Linked DNA regions of Mus musculus: all the other regions are linked to region 1. The links are chromatin contacts, called in public HiCAR-type and promoter capture Hi-C maps. All regions are on one chromosome and are shown on one strand. Each heading gives the region's core, a stretch centred on a gene start, on an enhancer-like site or on the middle of the called end of the contact. The rest is flanking DNA. Distances are from core to core; before and after follow the strand shown.

Evidence for each region. Promoter capture Hi-C pulls out the DNA fragments that hold promoters and counts their contacts. HiCAR-type assays count read pairs that join an accessible place to other places.
Region 2: a contact with region 1 is called in a HiCAR-type map of astrocytes, with 7 times the contacts expected there. The contact joins the promoter of A730081D07Rik here to the promoter of Snrnp48 in region 1. A contact is called at or near these places in 5 of 39 promoter capture datasets (the 3T3-L1 cell line, cranial neural crest, hippocampal neurons and 1 more), 1 of 484 Hi-C or Micro-C datasets (CD4 T cells), 2 of 115 datasets of contacts at active chromatin or transcription factors (astrocytes and large pre-B cells) and 1 of 9 other capture datasets (adipose tissue).
Region 3: a contact with region 1 is called in a promoter capture Hi-C map of pre-B cells. The contact joins the promoter of Fars2 here to the promoter of Snrnp48 in region 1. A contact is called at or near these places in 2 of 39 promoter capture datasets (liver and pre-B cells), 1 of 484 Hi-C or Micro-C datasets (CD4 T cells) and 1 of 9 other capture datasets (liver).

The regions. Positions count from the first base shown.
Region 1 is chr13:38,203,614-38,206,311 of GRCm38.p6, reverse strand. It overlaps Snrnp48 (small nuclear ribonucleoprotein 48 (U11/U12)), which reads right to left and starts at 1,373. Exons shown (of 9, transcript NM_026382.2): 1 at 1,184-1,373. The coding sequence starts at 1,339.
Region 2 is chr13:40,999,836-41,002,533 of GRCm38.p6, reverse strand. A730081D07Rik (RIKEN cDNA A730081D07 gene) reads left to right here and starts at 1,388. Exons shown (of 5, transcript NR_155347.1): 1 at 1,388-1,468. It overlaps Pak1ip1 (PAK1 interacting protein 1), which reads right to left and starts at 1,524. Exons shown (of 10, transcript NM_026550.3): 1 at 1,121-1,524. The coding sequence starts at 1,204.
Region 3 is chr13:36,116,286-36,118,983 of GRCm38.p6, reverse strand. It overlaps Fars2 (phenylalanine-tRNA synthetase 2 (mitochondrial)), which reads right to left and starts at 1,341. Exons shown (of 7, transcript NM_024274.3): 1 at 979-1,341. Lyrm4 (LYR motif containing 4) reads left to right here and starts at 1,627. Exons shown (of 3, transcript NM_201358.2): 1 at 1,627-1,909. The coding sequence starts at 1,824.

The DNA of each region.
Region 1 (2,698 bases), core at 124-2,623:
TACTACAAAAATTTCAACTCCCCCCATTACAGACTTTGCCACACAATAACAGCTGTCATTTCTTTACCCCTCCCCCCACTGTTACCATGACAAACTCTACAAGTGCACATGAAACATGGAAATTGATTAATTATCTGGACTAGTCTCAAAACTATCAATGTCATTTACCAGATTTTTTAAGCCAGTTACAACAGTGAGTATCAGATAATCATGTACTTCACGGTTTACTGGATAATCTGGGAGTTTTACAATGGACTTTCATATAGCGGTTAAGCAAAATACACCTCAGAAATCAGAAGGCCTGCAAGTCCCAGTTGCCAATCCCACTGGGATGTTTTTGTTTCTTCATTTGTAAAATGCTGCCAATTATTCTAGCCTCCTTGGGATACGAATTTTAAATGAAGTAACGCAGTGCCATTTAGAACGTGTTAAGTGTTAATATCACGATGTTGTCTAATATCTCGATAATAAATGAAGGAGTGGTGGGGCCCTCCATTCTCAATGGTCTGGAAATTTCATAAAATTATCAATTCATACCTCAAACTTTTTCAGTTGTCCCCCAAATCCATTTTTACAGCATCGTTACTAGGCTTTAAGCCATGAACTATATTGGTTAATTCACAACTCCAAATATACTTGTAAAGGTACAATGAAGGGTTTTTTTTCTTTCCAATTTCCACTTCAATTTTAAGACAATGGTGATTAGCTTGTACGTAAATTGCATATATCTTAAATATTTCCATCGACATATGACTTAAACCTTGTTACTGCATCATAGTAAATGAAGAGGGTATAAGAAATCACCGCGCAACGCAAATTCCCTCTATCCTGCACCTATTAAATAAGTCAGGATAATTCACTCTAATACACTCCTTAGGGGTCCGCTACTAGCTACCATTCCTTGGTGGCGCCCTTTAATCGTCCCACAATCGGTCCTGTCCGAGTGGGAAGCGTCCGGGTTTAAGATAGAGAAAAGTGAACACTGAATCTAACGCAATGCAGAATCCTTATATCATGACGAAGCAAATCGCCAACCTCAGCAGCAGCGCCCCCGGGATATGCACCGGACGAGCCCTGTCCTCCCCTGCATCGCACCGGGATGGAGAGAAGTGGGCTCCCCGGGCGCCTTTCCCACGGCGAGAAGTCAGCGGCCCGGGAAAGGCCGGGCAACCTCGCCCCTCACCTCGGCCTCCGCCTCGTCCCCGGGGTCCAGCTGATCCAGGCTCCATCCCAGGGACGCCGTCACCTCCTCCAGCGTCCGGCAGCAGCTCTCCACAAACTCGCTCAGCTCCTCCTGGAGCCGACGCCGCTCTTCCAGAGGAGGAGGTTCGGTCTCCATGATGGCAGCTCACCTCAGGCAGGAAGAGGCGGAACTGCTGGGCGCGCACGAGCTTCTGGGCGCGCACGGGCTTCTGGGAGCCGTGGGCGGGGCCCCGGGATGGCGCCAGCCTATCGGGAAGAGCCGACGGGCAGGGCGGAAGCGGTAGTTTTGAAAGGTGTTTCCACGCTCTTCTGGGTTTAGTTTGCGTAGCAGGTTAGAACTTGCGTCCCAGCTTTGAGCATCATTCCGCTGCTCCTTCGATGTTTTTAGGAGAAATTATTTATATCGGCAGGAAAGTTTAAAGAACAACACAGAAAGTGTCAGTGTAGCCTTTCTCCAGCTCATTAGCGTTTTCCCTCTTACAATTACTTCTAGATTCTTTATCCCAAATGCTATTATGCACATCCTCAGAACATTTTCCTACATAATCACAATGCATGATCAAACAGAAAATTCCTGAAACGGCTCTTCAAATTCTTTTTAAAGCAATTTATTATGTTTTAACCAATTGGCTATAATTGGTTATTATTTCTTAATTTAGAACAGGACTGGTTAAGAGCATTGACTGCTCTTCCAGAGGTGTCCTGAGTTCAGTTCCCAGGAACCACAAGGTGGCTCACAACCATCTAAAATGGGATCTGATACCCTCTTCTGGTGTGTCTGAAGACAGCTACAGTGTACTCCTATACATTAGATAAATAGATAGATAGATATATCTTTAAGAAAGAAAGGAAGAGGGCTGGTGAGATGGCTCAGTGGGTAAGAGCACCCGACTGCTCTTCCGAAGGTCCGAAGTTCAAATCCCAGCAACCACATGGTGGCTCACAACCACCCGTAATGAGATCTGATGCCCTCTTCTGGTGTGTCTGAAGACAGCTACAGTGTACTTACATATAATAAATAAATAAATCTTTGAAAGAAAGGAAGGAAGGAAGAGAGAGAGCCAGGCTCTTGGCCAGCACTTGGAAGGCAGACACTTGGGAGGCAGATTTCTGAGTTCGAGGCCAGCCTGGTCTAAAGTGAGTTCCAGGACAGCCAGGGATATACAGAGAAACCCTGTTGTGTGTGTGTGTGTGAGAGAGAGAGAGAGAGAGAGAGACTGTGCTGGGGTATCTAAGAGACCAAATTCCTGTCTGAGTTACATTTGGCTTCTCCTCCTGAGAGTGGTGGTCCTGAATTCGAAATCACTAGGTGGTCATTGGCCACACTGTATTCACTGAGACTAAATGTTAGTTCAGTGACAGTTTAACAGTTTGTAAAGCATCCTGTTAACAACATAGAATACTGTAACTCTCAGGTAGTAACATGCTGTCTTGAATATTTTTCATGTAAAAAGTGCATTTTATGATATTTTGCATATATGTCTGTGTACCACAT
Region 2 (2,698 bases), core at 139-2,638, 2.8 Mb before region 1:
GCTTGTTCACCATCCCTTCAACCAAGAAGGCCACAACAGCAGGGCTCACACCTCTGGCACCTTTCGCCCTACCCACAGTAGGTGGACGATAAACAGTGAATCTGCATCACTTTCTTCATCCCAGGCCAGCTGTAGTAGTTCTTTTGTGTATAATGTATTTTTATTTTATGTAGATTGGTGTTTTGACTGTATGTATGCCTGTAGGAGGATATTAGATCCCTTCGAACAGGAGTTAACAAACAGTTGTGAGCTGCCGTGTAGGTGCTGGGAACTGAACCAGGACCCTCTGGAAGAACAGCCAGTGCTCTTAACCGCTAAGCCATGTCTCCAGTCCAGCCAGCGCTCTTAACCGCTGAGTCATGTCTCCAGTCCTATAGTAGTTTGTTAATCAGGACAGAAACTCAGTGAAAGGTGAAGTTATTTTTACATTAGAACTTTAAGAACTACAATCATTGTCAGCTTAAATGCACACCTTATTTTTTCATGCCTTAGGAATGCTTTAAGGTTTTTCTTAACCTTTTAAATTATCAGATAATAACTGTATATATTTATGGAGCACAATGGGATATTTGAATGCATACATAGATCAGATATGAAAAAGGCAACCCCTTTTGAGCTGGTTCAAAATACGCTGTAGTAGCTAGTTTAAAATACACAATTAATGCTGTCAACTATAGTTACCTTTCAAGGAAAAAAAAAGCAATCAGTCATTCCTCCCATCAAACTTCATTTCTGCAAGCATTAGCCCTCCTCTCTCCGTCACCTCCCTACGTTGGCCCCAACCACTTCTGGCAGCCATTCATCCACTCCCGACAGAGATGAACATTCCTCGTTACCTACTGTAGACATTTTATCTACTATAGCAAGTAAATATTATTTCAATTCTGAGAAGCCTCTACTCTGTAAAGAGCAGGATCTTTCCACACAAGCTCTGAGCTCACTCTCCTCCTGCCTCAACCTCTCGAGAGCTGGGATTAGCTGCATAAACCTGTCCGTTTTCCAACAAAGTCCGCCATCCAAGACCCATAGAGAACCAGCGATAAATAACAACCTCCACGGTCCTGCCCCGGAAGGACCAGCCCGCCTGTCCCCCGCAGCCCCGGGGCTCGCGCTGCCTCACCTCCTGATGGCCACTCTTCGCGGGCCCGCGCTGTACCGTGAACCCAAACAGGACCTGCTCGTAGCTGCCGGCGACCAGCTCCATTCCGCAGCACTCGTGCCGGGCAAGAGACGCCGGCGTGGAGACCCGATGGCTGCGGAGGCTGGCCCTTCCCTTCCTCAGCCGGCGCGCGAGTTATACGTCACCGCCCGGGGGCACCTTTTAGGCGCCTGCAAATGGCAATAACGGAGGACGCGCTCCGTCCTCCGTTACGTGGGACGTCACGTGACCCTTCTGCGACGAGCTTAAGGAAGGAAGCCGCGGGAGGAGGCTCTCAGAGCAGAGAGAAAGAAAAGTTGTGTCAAGCAGGCAAGTCCTGGGAAGCCGTGGGCTCCGCCGGCCTTGGGAAATGGGAGGGAACTTCTCCCCGGAAGCCCCAACTTCCGGCGCGCCTAAGGAAGGGGCGGGCCCACTTCCGGCTCCGGTGGCCAGCGGTTGTCTAGACAACCCTTGTAGTTCCTGGAGGGTTGCTGTGATTTGGGGATCCGGAATGCATTTCCTCCATTTATGATTTTCTTTTCTTGTTTTGTTTTGTTTTGTTTTGAAGACAGGCTTTCACTGTGTAGCCCTGACAGTCCTGGAACTCACTCTGTAGACCAGGCTGGCCTCGAACTCAGAGCTCCGCCTGCCTCTGCCTCCCGGGTGCTGGGATTAACTATGATTTTCTTATTTGCAGCCAGTCTCACTTCGTCGCCCAGCCTGGCGCCTCCTTGCACCCGTTTTCCTCCTGCAGCTTCCCCATGGCTCGGATCACAAGCAAAGGGTTTTGTTTTCGTGCCGAGAGAGAGCAGATTAGGGTCGGCCCGGGGACGGTCAGGGCTCGCGGGACCCGGAGTTGGCAGTGTCCCCTCGCTGGATTGCGAGCCCGGGCCTGCCAGTCCGTGTCCCGCCTGCAGGCAAGCCGTCCATCTCCTCAGCTTTTCTTGCCTACTGGCTTCTTGTATCTAATCAGACTGGCCATGTGCTGACCTATGGTACAGGAAAAAAGATTTGTCTTGAGGGAGGAGGACAGTGGCTACATCTCTACCCGAGTTAAGGGACAAAGTGCAGGGCTGGAGAGATAGCTAGGCGGTTGAGAGCACTGTCTGCTCTTCCAGAGGTCCTGAGTTCATTTCCCAGCAACCACATGGTGGCTCACAAACATCTGTGATGGGGTCTAGTGCCCTCTTCTGGTGTGTCTGAAGGAAGCAATGGTGGTGTACTCCTATGCATAAAGATAAATAAATAAATCTTTAAGGGGGGGAGGTGCAGAGGTTAATGAAAGCAATAATATCCTTTTTTCCTTTCTCTTTAGGCGGGGTCAGGGATGAGTGCATATGTCAAAGCGGGTGGGTTGGTGCTTATGTCAGATCTTCACACAGGCCTGTGAATTAATGGAGTTCTTAAGTGCTTAGACATTGTTTCCAAACACTTGTTCTCTAAGGCTGCAAATTGTCGACACAGCCTCTTTTGCTTGAGTATAGGGGGAAGTAATTAATTTGACTTTGGGTGTTTTGATGATTTTTCAATTGTGTAAAGGCTCTTCCAGTTTGGGCTATT
Region 3 (2,698 bases), core at 92-2,591, 2.1 Mb after region 1:
GATCCCATTAAACTTGAGTCAGTGACCTGATCAAACAAACAGAAAGGGAACAAAAGGCAAGTTCTGTTCCATTTATTTAAAAATTAAATTTGAAATTTAAAAATCTATTTTGACTAAGACAAAAATCAAACAGGGGCTTAAGAGTGTTTTTATAAAAGCACTGTATCGTCAATACCTTTGATTGCCACTACATCAAGACGAGTAGGTATACTTAGATTCAAGGACAACAAGTTGCAAACATGTGATCCAGAAAAACACAGATTGTTTCGAATAGAGAATGAAAGCTTGATACACCAAAACAAATGATAAGGCATGGTAAATTGACTTCCGTCTTATCGTTAAAATGACTCTTTGCTGTATTTAGGGACAGAGAATTTGCAGGTAGTGGCTTGTTGCACCATCTTAATATAAAACAATATTCCAAAACTAACGAGTGAGTTCCAAACACAAGAACCAGAATTATTCGAAGCTTCTCTTCGCACAGTCCTAAGATCAAGGAACAACCCAAAAACTTAAGTACTTTAGTAAGCTGGTCCGTGATAGCTAAAAGCTGAGAAAAACCCTCTTTTTGCCTTGGGTCTGAAATGATGTCTAGGAAATCCCCTAAAGTCCTAAGGGTTCCCTTATTAATCATGACATCTAATTTATTTATGTGCTTGTTTGTTTATTTATGTTTACGCACTACAAAACCGTGCTCTTAACAAAAACAGTAGTGCATCCCACACTTTTAATCCCAGCACCGGGAAATCTGTGACCAGGAGCTCAAGGGCAGTCTGGACTACAAAACGAGACCCCGTCTCAAAAACAGGAAAGAAAAAAAAAAAAAAACAGAAAAGAAAAGAAAGAAAAAATAGTAAACAAACAAAAAATAGTGTAGCCCCTTAGTGAAGATCCCGGAAATGGAAGTCACAGCCGAATGCAAAGTGCATAACAGTCGGCGACCTGACACCTCTACTCTGCAGCAAGGCCAGCACTCACCCAGCGTACGCCGGGGAAACCAAACGCGGGCGTTTCGAAGTCCGCAAAGCGGCCACACACTCACTCCGCCGTCACTGAGCTTAACCTCTGGCTACCGAGACGCTGGGCGCGCTGGGCGCCGCCATCTTGACGGGAAGAGGCCAGGGCCCTAGGTCCCTTGAGCCGCTCGCCCAAAGACAAGCCGGTGCGCCAGGAAGTCGCCAGCTAGTTACCTCCGCACCACTGGCGCTGCGTCCCCCAGTCACGATGACACTGATAAACTCAGGCTGCCAACCAGACGGATCCAAAGCAAAGTCACCCTCGTTTTCGTGCACAGCAGGTCAGGCAGCGCCAAAGACAGCCGAGCCGGGCAGGGGCAGGGCTGGGGAGCGCGGCTCGTAACCCAGGCAACGGGGCCTAGGCAGGTGTAGGGGGCGTGGTGTCAGGAGACACCGGGATCTCGGCCACGCCCCCGGGCGGTTCGAAAGGCGGAGGAGGCTTTGAGCCCTGGTGTTCGAGCCCGCGACTGTCCTCCCGAGGAGCGAGCCTGGGGCTGGACGGCTCGGCCTCCTGCCGCCCGAGGAGCCTGTGAGGAACGCGGAGCCTCCAGGACACGGGCGCCACCCCTTAGCTGCCCGCCGCCCTGCCTGCGGCGCCACCTCTCGCGCAGGACGCGAGCCAGGCCGCGCGCGAGCCAGGCGGAGCCTCTCTTCTCCTGCCTTCCAGCGTGCTTTTTTTTTTTTTTTTTTTTTTTTGCATCGTTTGACATTTGGGTTCAGTTAAACTTGGGGCTTCTACGAAGAAGGACCTGTTTGGTTTTGTTGTTAGGGTGTTTTTTGGTTTGTTTGTTTTTGTTTATTTTCAACATGGCAGCCTCCAGCCGCGCACAAGTTTTAGATCTGTACCGGGCGATGATGAGAGAGAGCAAGCATTTCAGCGCCTACAATTACAGGTGACCCGGGGGGAGGGCCGGGAATCGGGTGCCCAGCTCTGTCTGCGGGGGTCGCGGATCAGGCGGCCACAACCTGTGAAAGTGACAGGCTCCACTCCCATGACGCGCACGTGCAACTGTCCACCCCCAGGTGTGACCCTCAGAGCCCTGGAGGGGAGGAGCCAAGGACTTGCCCTTCAAATGCTGGGATACCTTCCCTGAACTGACACCCACATAGGGGCTTTAGGACCATTAAACAGTGTCCTGTTTCTGCGGTACAAAGTGATGAACGCGAAGCTACCAGTGAGAAGCTAGGACAAGGAAACTTAGGGCATACCTATATCTTGCCTTGAGATTACAAGAGTGGAAGCAGGCAGTCTAGACCACGTGGACACAAAACTGAAGGCTTGCTCTAGGGCCCCCTTTCATTTCACTAGTGTTTTAATTCGTGACGTTGGTTCCAAGTATCAGATACGTTCTTACTAAAGGATGGTGGAGAGGGGCTACATATTCATGTTAAAGGTAAAATGAGTTGCTAAGCCTTTAAAAACTGAATTCTTAGTTTATCCAGCCTCGCCAAACTGAAATCTTACTGCTAGATCCTAGAGTCTAGGACCTATAACAAGAGGACAGGAGCATCAATTCTTCAAAAACATTTAAAACTTAAATTTATTTTAAGTTATAAAATGTATGTTAATGAGTTACTATGCGTGCACCTCACTTAAATGCACTAAAACTTACATTTTTAACTCTGCCCCATTTCTTTCCTTGCTTGGCCTATTCCCCTACTTGTATGAGTCCCTTATACTT